Regions from separate parts of the Mus musculus genome. Here all the other regions are linked to region 1. The links are chromatin contacts, called in public Hi-C and promoter capture Hi-C maps. All regions are on one chromosome and are shown on one strand. The core of a region is the stretch at or near the end of the contact, and the rest is flanking DNA. Distances in the headings are between cores, read along the strand shown.

Region 1 (3,660 bases), core at 807-3,306:
GAACACAGATCTATAGATCAGGCAAGAGCCCCGAGGCTAGCTAAGCACCCATCCCTGGCTCTGTGAACACTCAGCCCCCATTCCACCATTCCTTAGCCACTCTTTACCTGCAGGTAGACTTGACTGAGGTGCCAGGAACGGGGCAGGGGGCCATCCCAGGTGTGCAAGTTACCCATGCGTCCCCAGGCCAGGAAGGCAGGACCGGTGAAGTACGTATCGATCTCTGACTGGGTCAGGCCCAAGGCCAGGTATACCTGTGGAGCAGGAAGAGCCCCTACCTATAAACCACGTCATTGGACAAGTTCTTGCTCACCACCTCTCTGAGCTGGGGACTACTGCTACTAAGACAGATCTGGACCTCAGCCTACAGGGAGCTCACGGTCCAGGAAACAGCTCCATGTCTGTGGGATGGGTGACTCTCTGGGACACAAAGAGGCTTCCCTCAAACCACGGAGAGTCTCTGGCTCCCCCCCCCCCCCCCCCCCCCCCGTCATCCTTACTTAAGCTAGGGTCATCCGGGAAGAAGCAGCCTCCATTGACAAAATACCCCCATCCGATTGGCTTGAAGGCAATCCTGTGGGGGCACTTTCTTGACTGGTGACTGATATGGAAGGGCTCAGCCTATTGGGGGCTGTGCCATCCCTGAGCAGGTGGTTCTGGGTATATAAGAAAGACTGACCAAGTCAGGAAGCAAGCAGTGTTGCTCCAAAGTCTCTGCTTCAGTTCCTGCCTCCAGGTACCTGCCCTGATTGAGTTCCTGCCTTGGAACTCAATCTTGAATCTTCCTGCCTCTACCTGAGTCCTGGGATTACAGACATATACTGCCAGATACTTTGTCCCACCCTGGAAGGCCTCGGTTTCCCAGGGGCAGGGGTGTATGTAAGGCAGGCAGGAGAGTGTGAGGGGCCAGGTTGGCACAAACCCTTTGCCAGATGGCCTCCTGGCCATTCCAAGCCAGAGCCAGGTTGATGCCATTCAGTGCCATCCAGTCAATCTCTTGCTCCCAACGGGCCCAGTCCCACCACACGAAGGAGTAGCTGTGCGTGCACACATTCTGGTAATAGCGGTACCTGCGGGTAGGGGCACATTATTGGGGACATATGGGATGCCTCACTCACCCCTCTGGAACACTTCAGAGGCAGCCAGAGGCAGCTACTAACCCCAACACAGTACGCATACAGGACAGTGGGCAAAGGTTTCAATGTGCCTCCTCTCCTGCTCATTCCAAATCCACCTCGGGTGAAGCTGGAACTTCCCGCAGACCTCCCTAGCTAGTAGCTATTGTGAATACATAACTTCATTTTTATTCAACATGCCCAGAGCTCCTGCTGTGCATCCTGTGGTGTCTTAGGGTGTCAGTGCCATAAGGCAAAATTGGTCTCTCTCATGAAGAGGGCTCACAGTTCCTATAGTTTGTCATTATTTCCAGCAGTGGGGGCTGGGAAGCTAAATGATTTGGCTCAAGAATATACAGCTAGAGGGGAGCCAAGATTTGAAGGCACAGATCCCCGAGCCAGCACTTCCTTCTCAGTCTCCAGGCGAGTCTGTAGCTGCAGCCCCGACTTAGGTGTGCTGGTCCTCACCAACGGTGGCTGTCCCGAGGCTGCAGGCAGCTGCCCCAGCCGTCTGGGACCCACAGCATCAATACCTGTTGGGCGTGGTTTCGGTCAGCCCGTCGGGCACAGCGGGCAGCGGCCACGGCAGGTGCAGCTGAGCGCTGGACCAGGCCACCTGACAGCCACAGAAGTCACGCAGGTAGCGGTGCAGCCCCGCGGCTGCCGCCACGCCCGTGGAGCCGCGCACAAGCACTGGCACCCCGCCGCCGCCGCTCAGGCTGTAGGTGTCCAGGCCCGACTCGTCCGCCAGCGCGCGCTCCACGGACACCAAGAAATTGGCCGCCGGCCCGGGTCCCAGTAGCCGGACCACCAGTTCCCGCACGGCCTTTGCCTCCCGAGCCTCATCACCCACAGAGCCCCCAGCCAGGAGTAGGAACCCCAGAATCACGGCCAGCCCCGCGGCTTCCATGATGCCAACCGCGCGGCCGCTGCCCCCTCACAACCAATACCAAGCTCCGGGCCCGCGGGGCAGGGCTGCCAGCATCCAATCGGCTGCCGACCTCGGGCCACGTGACCTGAAGGTTGGCTCCTGCTACCCGCCCGGAGAACCTGGTTTCCGGACTCAGACACTGGTCAGGGTCTGCTGACCGCGCTCGTGGCTGGAGGGTGCGTGACCCTATGAAACATCCTCGGCCCGATGAGACGCTGCGCATGCCCAAGCCCTTTCAGATTCGGCCCTCTTTCTTCCGCAAGTCACTTCCCTTCCAAATATCTAGCCACTCTTTTAAGCGACGAGAATTGAAGCCAGCCAAGACTTGGCTCTACCACTAAGCTATATTCTAACCCCTCATCTAATAAATGTGTATTTGGATTTTATTTCGTATCAGACTGTTGTTTATATTAGAGAAGTCTCAGTTGTCATTTCTGGCTAAAGATCTGGAAACCAAATAAGGATTTCTCTGGGTGAGAAGATAGCTCAGTGGATAAAGCGCTTGCACCTGAGGACATTCATTTGAATTGGCAGAATCCACATAAAGCTGTCCCAGCATTGGGAGGCTGCAATCCCAGTGCTCCCGGGAGATGAGCGCTGGAGACAGCTGCCCTGATGTATAAAGTGACAGATGGGGAAGAGACCTTATCTTAAGGTAGAAGGTAACACCCGAGATTGTCCTCTATTGACAGCAAAACCCACAACTCTCGCTTCAAAAGGACTGAGAGCTTATTCTGAAGCCCAATATGAATGACCATGGCCCTGGAACAGTTTTAGGTCAACCCAGTTTCCATGTTCCAATGTGGAAATAATTTGAAGTTTTTATAGTAATGGAGCACATATCAAAACACTTTTTTGAATAGATTGGTGGAGACATCAGAAGTGGGTTATAGTGAATCTGGGAATCAGTTGCAGGCTTCAGATAACATTCTTAGCTTCCAGGATGCTGGAAGCTGGTGGTCTGTTAAATTAATGCATTTCAAAGGAAAACTCGTGTTCAGTACGTTCAAAAAAAAAAAAAAAAAAAAAAGACTTACCCATTGTCATAAAGCTGTTAGAAGTTACCTGGTGCGTTTCCTTCTATGAAGTGATGACAAATGATAACCAACAAAGAATGGCAAGGTGAACCAACACCATCTGGCAGTGTCTACTGTCCCTTGGGCTATATTTATGTCTTTTTAAAAGAAACATCATGTGTTTTCTCAAGTATATGCTCTGGTAAAACATCATATCCACCCCCCCCCCTTTTAGGCTGTCTCTAGAAGAACATCATGTGTCTATTCTTAGCAAATCATCTTTTCATGGGTCTGCTTTAGCCAAAACATCTCTCATAAGACAGTTTTTAGAAAAACATTACATGACACAAAGGAGTCTTCAAAGAAACCAGAAATTTTGACTTCAGACCAAACTATAGACAAATCGATGTTCCTTTACCAATTCATTTTCTAATTTCTTCTTGTTGTTTTGAGACAAAATCTCATTCTATAGACTGGGTTGACCTCGAAGCCAAAGTAAACTTCCTGCCCCAGAATCTCAAATTCCTGTGATTATAGGTACACCTATTTTTTTTTCTTAGAACAGGGGAATTGTGGTAGCTTTATGGACTTGTGTGCT
Region 2 (3,314 bases), core at 548-3,047, 240 kb after region 1:
CAGATATTTAGCATTCTGCACACAAGGGGCCTCTGTGACAGAAGAGGCTTTGATGGCGGCCCCACTGTGAAGTCACGGTTAGGCCTGAAGTCGAGGCTTTGCTGGTTGTTTCTCTGCACCCCCATTCTCACTACATTTTCTTTCTTCTCTCCCCTCCCCCTTCACTACCCCTCCCCTCCTCTCTCGTCTCTCTTTCTCTTTTCCCTTCTTGTTCATTCTAAGTTTTTGGCGTGGTTGGTACAAAAGCATCCAGATCCTCTGCGCCAGTCCCAGCCCTTTATTAGTCCACTTTAAAGGAGCGATGCACAGAGTCCAGAGTGTGAAAGTGAAGGCTGGGATGTCTGTAACGTTCTTAGAGCTACACCAAGGAGGGGAGGAGATAGTCTTGGAGAATGATTTGAAAAGTTACCTGTGTGCTAAGTGCACTCGGGGATGGAGGTAGGGGAGGATCAGGAGTTCAAGATCAGCCTTCACGACATAGCAAGTTCAAAGCCACCCTGTGCAACATGGAACCCTGACTTTCAAATAGAATCTTGTTTTCTTTGGTGCTTGGGATGGAGCCCAGGGTCCTGCGCTCTCCTACCACTGAGCTACATCTCAGCTTCTGGTTCTGAACTCTGTGTGTGTGTGTGTGTGTGTGTGTGTGTGTGTGTGTACAAGTGCATGTGTGTGTGCGCCTGTGTGGAAGGCATAGATGATCAATCTCAGGTTTTTTCAGGAGTTGTCCACCTTCTTTTCCTTATTCTGTGTTCCTGTGTGTGTGTGTACATATATGTACATATGTGTGCGTGTGTATGTATATGTAAAGACAGGAGGTAATTGTCAAGTACCATCCTTGATTGTTCTTCCACCTTAATCCTTGAGACAGGATCTCTCACTAAACCCAGAGTTTGAAGATGCTGCTAGTCTTTCTGGCTAGTTTGCCCTGGGTTATCTCCATCTCCCAAGGCTAGAATTACAGATGGCCCCTATGCATCTGGACATGTATGCGGGCTCTGGGGATATGGACGTGAGTCCTCTCTATTGTGTGGCCAACACTAACCATTGGGCAAGCTCCCAAATTGTTTATCTAGACAGGGTCTCTTACTGGCCAGAAAGCCTCGGGGAGCCACCTGTCTTAAATCCCAGTCCCCATGGCTGGCATTCTAAGCATGGCTTTTTGTGTGGGTGCTGGGAATCAAACTCAGGTCCCTGTGCATGTTCAGAAGGAAGCTGTCTCTTCAGTCTCTGACTGTGGACTAGATTTATTTAATTATGTGTGTCTAAATGGTTTTTGCCTGCAGGTGTGTATGTGTGCCTGGTCAGAAGAGGGCATGGGATCCCCAGAACTGGAGTTAAGACAGTTGCAATCTATTATGTGGGTGCTGAGAATTGAAGCCAGGTCCTCTGCAAGAGCAACAAGTGCTCTAAACCACTGAGCCATCTGCTCAGCCCCAGGCTCTGCAGTCTCAACCAGAGCTCTGAACATAAGCTGTGCTGGGGTGCTTTCTTCCCTTTGTCCTCCGTTCATTTACATCAGGTAGACCCATATTGCCTGCCTTGGCCCTGTTTCTCAGCCTGTAAAACATTAAGGCCAACAGTTCAATCCAGAGCCATAAATGTCTCGACTGAAGCCAATGGGATGTGCCTTTAGAGGTCCATTTTTATGGTGTTTTCAAACACAGCTGCTAAGGTACCAGAGATAGAGCGAGCACCCGACGGTGAACGCTTAACCGTACTCGGGTCATCCTGGAACAGTGAAAAATCGCATTGAGGAGCTCAGTGGCACTGGTACCCTGGGAGCATCCTCCCACCCTTCCTGTTTAAAGAGGAACTGGCATCTATAGCCGTTACCGCCCCACCCCCACTTCTCCCAGATTTAGATTGCATGTGTGTATAAAGTTTACCAGCCACAAATAGGTTCTGTTCCCCCACTCCTTGTTATAGGGCCTTTTTTTTCTGTTCAATATGCTTTTATTGGCACCTCCTCTGGTGTTCTTTACAGCAGTAGCTAATTAGTGACAGCTTTTAAGCAAGCAGCTTGTCATTTTTGGCAGGGACAGGGGACATCTATAGCTAAGTATACCATACTCGATGGAAATACATCTCGAATCTAAAAGGCGTCTGTAGTCAAAGGTGGCTGCTCCTACTGAAATATCTAAAGTTGGCATGGTGTGCTGAGATGGCGAACTCTCAGGGGGTGGGGGGGATGATTACATGGGTTCTGTGTGTGACAGGTGTCACTGTGAGCCCTGAGTCATCCTCCAAACCTTCATCTGCACTGGGGATGTCAGACCTCGTCATGTTGTTTTGGCATAGTAATAAATCTCTCTGGGTGGCATTTAGTGGCAAGCATGGTGACCGAGGAGTGTGCTGTTGCTGTTGGCGAATGCCGTGCCTACCATTTATGCTCAGCTTCTTTCTCACAGTGTCATTAAAGGAACCGGTTTCGTTTGCTTGGAGATGAAGGGAATTTTCTTGAGGCTTCAAGCTCAGCTCAGCGTTCTCGCAACCCATGTCATTCTTTTCCTCTGGAGTCACGGCCGTGAGGTGTTAGCTCTATTTTCCAAACTTGTCACGATGTTTATGGATGGTTCATCTATTGATTAACGCTAACGATGAGTCAAAACCTCCGTCAGAGTTTCTATAAAATGTGATTCACTCCCATTACTCCTCTAATAAGGATACAAATAATGTGTTAAAAATAACACATTGAAGAAAATAATTGGCCTGCTGGCTATTCCTCTCAACTTGGTTCCCTTTGTGACATGGAGATCCGCTGAAATGATATGTAATACTCAATTACCAAATACCTACCATGTACCGAGCGGAGTGAGGGGTAAGCTGGAACTCTAGAGTGGTGGTGCAGTCTGTCTGTTCAAAATGAGGTGCTCAAAATGATGAAAGACACAGCACTGTCGAGGTCCCGTTTCCCACTGAGGCGTGAAAGAGTACAGGGGACATCTTTCTTAGGAGCTTGATATTGTCAGATGTCCTCGCTCTCAGTTCCCCGTTTTGCCATGTCATGCATAAGGGACAATCCAGAAGTTGTCTTCCATTATCTGCTTCTTTATAGCATGGCATGGTAAACTCTGAGGATTCTTGACACTCATATTTAAAGCACACGGAGATAGCAACAAAGTTACTTCTACCATCAGTATTTAGCAGCACAGGAACTTACTCCTTCTCTTTGGTTTCAGGTGCCCCAGCTTTAGATAAATGGAAGTTAAATTATTGCTATTGTATGAACAGTTTCCCAGGTGGATGCCCAGCTTCAGCCCCCTAAACCAGCCAGTCCTATCCTGCCCCCTGGGATAGTTGGTGGGTTGTTTTGT
Region 3 (3,486 bases), core at 491-2,990, 250 kb before region 1:
CTTCCCATACCCAGAGGGGTTAGAATGCCCCCTGAACCTTTCTGAGCTCACTCCTTGATTTGGGGACTTCCTGCCCTGTGCCCCATTCCCAGCCTTCAAGGCTCAGGCTAAGAACTCACCTGCTACATCAAGGTCCAGTTTGAAGTGGAAAGCGTGTGTATGCACCGCTCCCAGCACTCTTTCTCCCACACGGTTCCCAAAGAGGAGACTTTCAGCTCCTCCACTCATGAAGGCTGTGTTGATATAGCCCGTGGCATGGACACGAGCTTCAAGGGCCCCGGTTGGGTGTAGCATAAAGTCCCAGATGTAATCATAGTTGCCCACTGATGACACCGACCTGACCACAAGGCTTGAGCTGGCCAAACCACCATAGAAATGACCCCCGATGCCATTATGATGCCTTCGAAGGGGCAGTCCCTGGGCCTCCTCAAATACACACACAGCCCCTGGAAGCAGCTGGACTGACCCCGTGCCCACCAGTACATGGATGTCCACCATTGTGGCTTGATAGGGGCAATCCACCCCCCGAACCAAAGCTCGGCTGTTGAGACCAAGCCCATAGCTGCTGTCCAAGTACCGGATCGTCATTGTTTTGGGGGAATCAGCACCATAAACTGTCAGACACTCCTGGACACTGACTTCATAAGCCACACGCTCACCCTTGAACCGAATATCAAAAATTCTTAAGCCACTGAACACCCCATGACCAAAGGTAAATGTCCAGAGGGGAGATGTCACTGAGTTTCCCTGTATGTTATACTGGGGACCCTGAAGTGAGAACTGAAGAGGGGGAAGAGGAGGGTCTGGAGTGACTCTAGGCCTCAAGGAGGAAGCTCCACCTGGTGTGGGTAGAGGGACCCGAATCACTTCTAGGCGGCCAACTTTAAACTCCCATTCCAACTGGGCCAAGTCTGCATAGTAATGCCCAAGGTAGAAGACCTGTTGGACTACCCAGTCGGCAGGGTCCAGGGCCCCGTGGTCCAACAGTAGCTCCAGCCCCACAGGGTGAAGGAACACTCCAAGACCTGAGATGTTATGGTAGAGGGCTATCCAGGTAGCTCGATCGCCTGCATGGAAACCACTAGCAGTAGAATGCAAAGGTGCCAAGGTGGAGCCATTGTAGTTCAAGACAGAAGCCAGAAAGGTGGGTGCCTTTGGTAGCTCCACTTCTTTCAAATGCCTCCATATCTGAACAAACTCAGTTTTCTGCATGGGGCGCCGATAATAGGGCAGGGGGCCGCCGTGGCGCTCCACAGTCACATCCCGCATGTAGGAGGGGTGAGGCAGGGGCCCCACCACCAGCTCACTCACGTTGGGCTTGGGTTGTCCACCAAAGAAGATGATGGCTAGTGCCTCTCGCACAGGTGGGGGCCCCCCTCTGTCCAGGTGGGCCAGGGCTGCAGCCTTGGCAGGCAGCTGCAACTCTACTGAGAAGACACAGTTGTCCGAGGGTCGAGCCTGGGCTGCATCCACCAGCCCCGGCCCCAGGTGCTTGGTCAGGAAGCTCATCACAGCTGTCAGCTCCTCTGGGGTCAGGTCTGCAAACAGCTGGCTCTGGCTAGGGTGTGTCCAGGGATGAATTCTGGGAGGTATGGAAGGGCATCGAGGAGACTGGCTGAAACTGCCTTGCCTGGTCAGCAGGACATAGACCAGAGCAAAGACAGTGAGGAAAGACAGCCCCAGAAGCAGCAGCAGCACCTTGAGATTCATGGCTGGCACTGAAGCTCCCCCCGTCCTGAGAGCTCATCGGTGTCTGACATTGTGGCAGGCTTATATTCAGGATGATGGAGAGGAATGGACTAAACTCCACCCTGTGGGCTGGACAGGAAATCTCTGATCGTGCTTTATGTAGTTCTGTTCCAATTTTCTGTCTTGTGCTCTGGCTCAAGACATTACATAGCTTGCTCCTGTCCCTAAACTTTGACTGCCAATGGTCACTAACTACTACGTGTCATCATTTAGAACAGGTGAGAGGGATGGGGTGGGTAATGGAGCTGAACTACCTGAGAAGGCAGTTTCGATACACACTCCTTCCTTTCCCTGTCTAACACACAAGTACTAACAAAACACCTCTTAGCAGAATTACATTCCCAGTTCCCAGACCCACCGCCCAACTCAGCAATGAGCAGTCAGCTCTACCTGGGACCTAATGAGTGCCTGACTTGGGAGACCCAGGCCTTACTCTATCCAGTCAGAGAGACGACTGGTTGAGGTTGAGCTGTGTTTAGGTCTATACAATGATCCAGTCCAAGTTATGTAGCCTTAAAGGGGCTACATATCCTGAATTTCTTCCCTATGAAGGCGCATGAGGCATGGTCATTTATACTGATAATACCAACACTCAAGAGGAGTGCTGAGAGTTCAACTAAGCTACATGAGTGAATTATAGGTCAACCTAGGTGATACCCTGCCTTAAAAAATAAAAAGCATAGCCAGGGAGAGGTACTATATGCCTTCAATCCCAGCACTCAGGAGACAAGCCGATCTGTTGAGTTTGAGGCCAGCCTGGTCTTTAGAGCGGTCCTAGGACAGCCAAGGCTACACAGAGAAGGGTCTTTAAAAAACAAACAAAAAAACCGAATAAATATATAAAAAGCATAAAAGTATTCTGTGGAGTGCTTTTGATTAAAATGTAGCCTTACACAGCAAGTGCTTAGTAACCCTGGAGGGAGGGAGGGAGGCAGGCAGGCAGAGCAGGTAGCTAGTGGCTCTAAACTCTGGGATAGAATAGAGTAGATGCCCCTCCCCTACTGGGACCTTAAACCTCTATAGACAATGAAGAGTCTCACTGTCAGGAGGGAAGTGAGGACATGTTATTTTAGAGGGATGTAAGCCTCTTATGAGCACTGTGGGTCAGTATAAACCAATACCAGGAGTTCCCTCAAAAAAGTATGTATGAAGTAAGTATGTATGTATGAATGTATGTATGTATGTAGAGGCAAGCTGGTATGGAGGAAAAGGACTGGATCGACAGGGTCAGCCCGAGCTGCTGGTCCCACACATAACCACAGCAGCCTCTGCTGGCAGCTCAGGGTATCACCAGGAAGGACCTGGAATCTGGTGAAGACAGGCAGCTTTCACACAATTGAGCGTCAACACACAGCAGGAACCACCTCCCATTAGTTCTTGCACTGTGAAGAGGAATGAAGGTTCAACTAGTAAGTTCACACACGACAGGCTAGCCAGAGTGTCTGTGAAGATGGGTGTCTGAATGCTCATGTGTGACCCTTATGTCCCTCAGTCACCAGAGTACAGCACCAGGGTCTGCAGCTTTAGAAAGAGGTCAAAGTACCTGTATTTTTAATAATTTCTTGACATGGTAAAAGAATTTTACATTACAATCCAAGGAAGGAGGGGCAGAGGGACAATCAAACAAAAGGAAAACCAAGAAACACATGGTGGGGGGAGGGGAGGGGCTCAGCTGGAAGGGATCTGAGGGTGGATAGGTGCACTGCCCAACGAAAATGCGATTGGTTTGTTACTGAG

What was found. Promoter capture Hi-C pulls out the DNA fragments that hold promoters and counts their contacts. Hi-C and Micro-C count contacts between places; a contact is called where the count stands out from the background.
Region 2: a Hi-C map of B cells shows a contact between it and region 1, with 1.7 times the contacts expected there. The contact joins the enhancer-like site here to the promoter of Naglu in region 1. A contact is called at or near these places in 15 of 39 promoter capture datasets (the 3T3-L1 cell line, the C10 cell line, the HPC-7 cell line and 8 more), 2 of 15 datasets of contacts at CTCF or cohesin (embryonic stem cells and large pre-B cells), 41 of 484 Hi-C or Micro-C datasets (the AML12 cell line, B cells, CD4 T cells and 19 more), 18 of 115 datasets of contacts at active chromatin or transcription factors (DN3 thymocytes, the HPC-7 cell line, T-cell acute lymphoblastic leukemia and 11 more) and 5 of 9 other capture datasets (adipose tissue, embryonic stem cells, liver and 2 more).
Region 3: a contact with region 1 is called in a promoter capture Hi-C map of stem cell-derived epiblast-like cells, with 2.8 times the contacts expected there. The contact joins the promoter of Aoc2 here to the promoter of Naglu in region 1. A contact is called at or near these places in 7 of 39 promoter capture datasets (the SN4741 cell line, cranial neural crest, frontonasal cranial neural crest and 4 more), 5 of 115 datasets of contacts at active chromatin or transcription factors (the SCID.adh cell line, embryonic midbrain, embryonic stem cells and 2 more) and 2 of 9 other capture datasets (liver and pancreatic islet).

What each region holds. Positions count from the first base shown.
Region 1 is chr11:101,068,490-101,072,149 of GRCm38.p6, reverse strand. Naglu (alpha-N-acetylglucosaminidase (Sanfilippo disease IIIB)) reads right to left here and starts at 2,056. Exons shown (of 6, transcript NM_013792.2): 1 at 1,649-2,056; 2 at 923-1,070; 3 at 108-254. The coding sequence starts at 2,025.
Region 2 is chr11:100,825,289-100,828,602 of GRCm38.p6, reverse strand. The region is part of intron 1 of Stat5b (signal transducer and activator of transcription 5B); the gene reads left to right. Among named protein-coding and RNA genes, the nearest start is that of Stat5b, 24 kb to the left of the region's middle. Within about 2 kb of position 1,797, at least 56 of the 459 cell types and tissues checked have an H3K27ac peak or open chromatin away from gene starts, as enhancers often do. A contact at or near this core is called in B cells, the HPC-7 cell line, Th1 cells and 7 more, where this site is marked.
Region 3 is chr11:101,323,317-101,326,802 of GRCm38.p6, reverse strand. It overlaps Aoc2 (amine oxidase, copper containing 2 (retina-specific)), which reads right to left and starts at 1,740. Exons shown (of 4, transcript NM_178932.1): 1 at 120-1,740. The coding sequence starts at 1,710. It overlaps Psme3 (proteaseome (prosome, macropain) activator subunit 3 (PA28 gamma, Ki)), which reads right to left. Exons shown (of 11, transcript NM_011192.4): 11 at 3,266-3,486.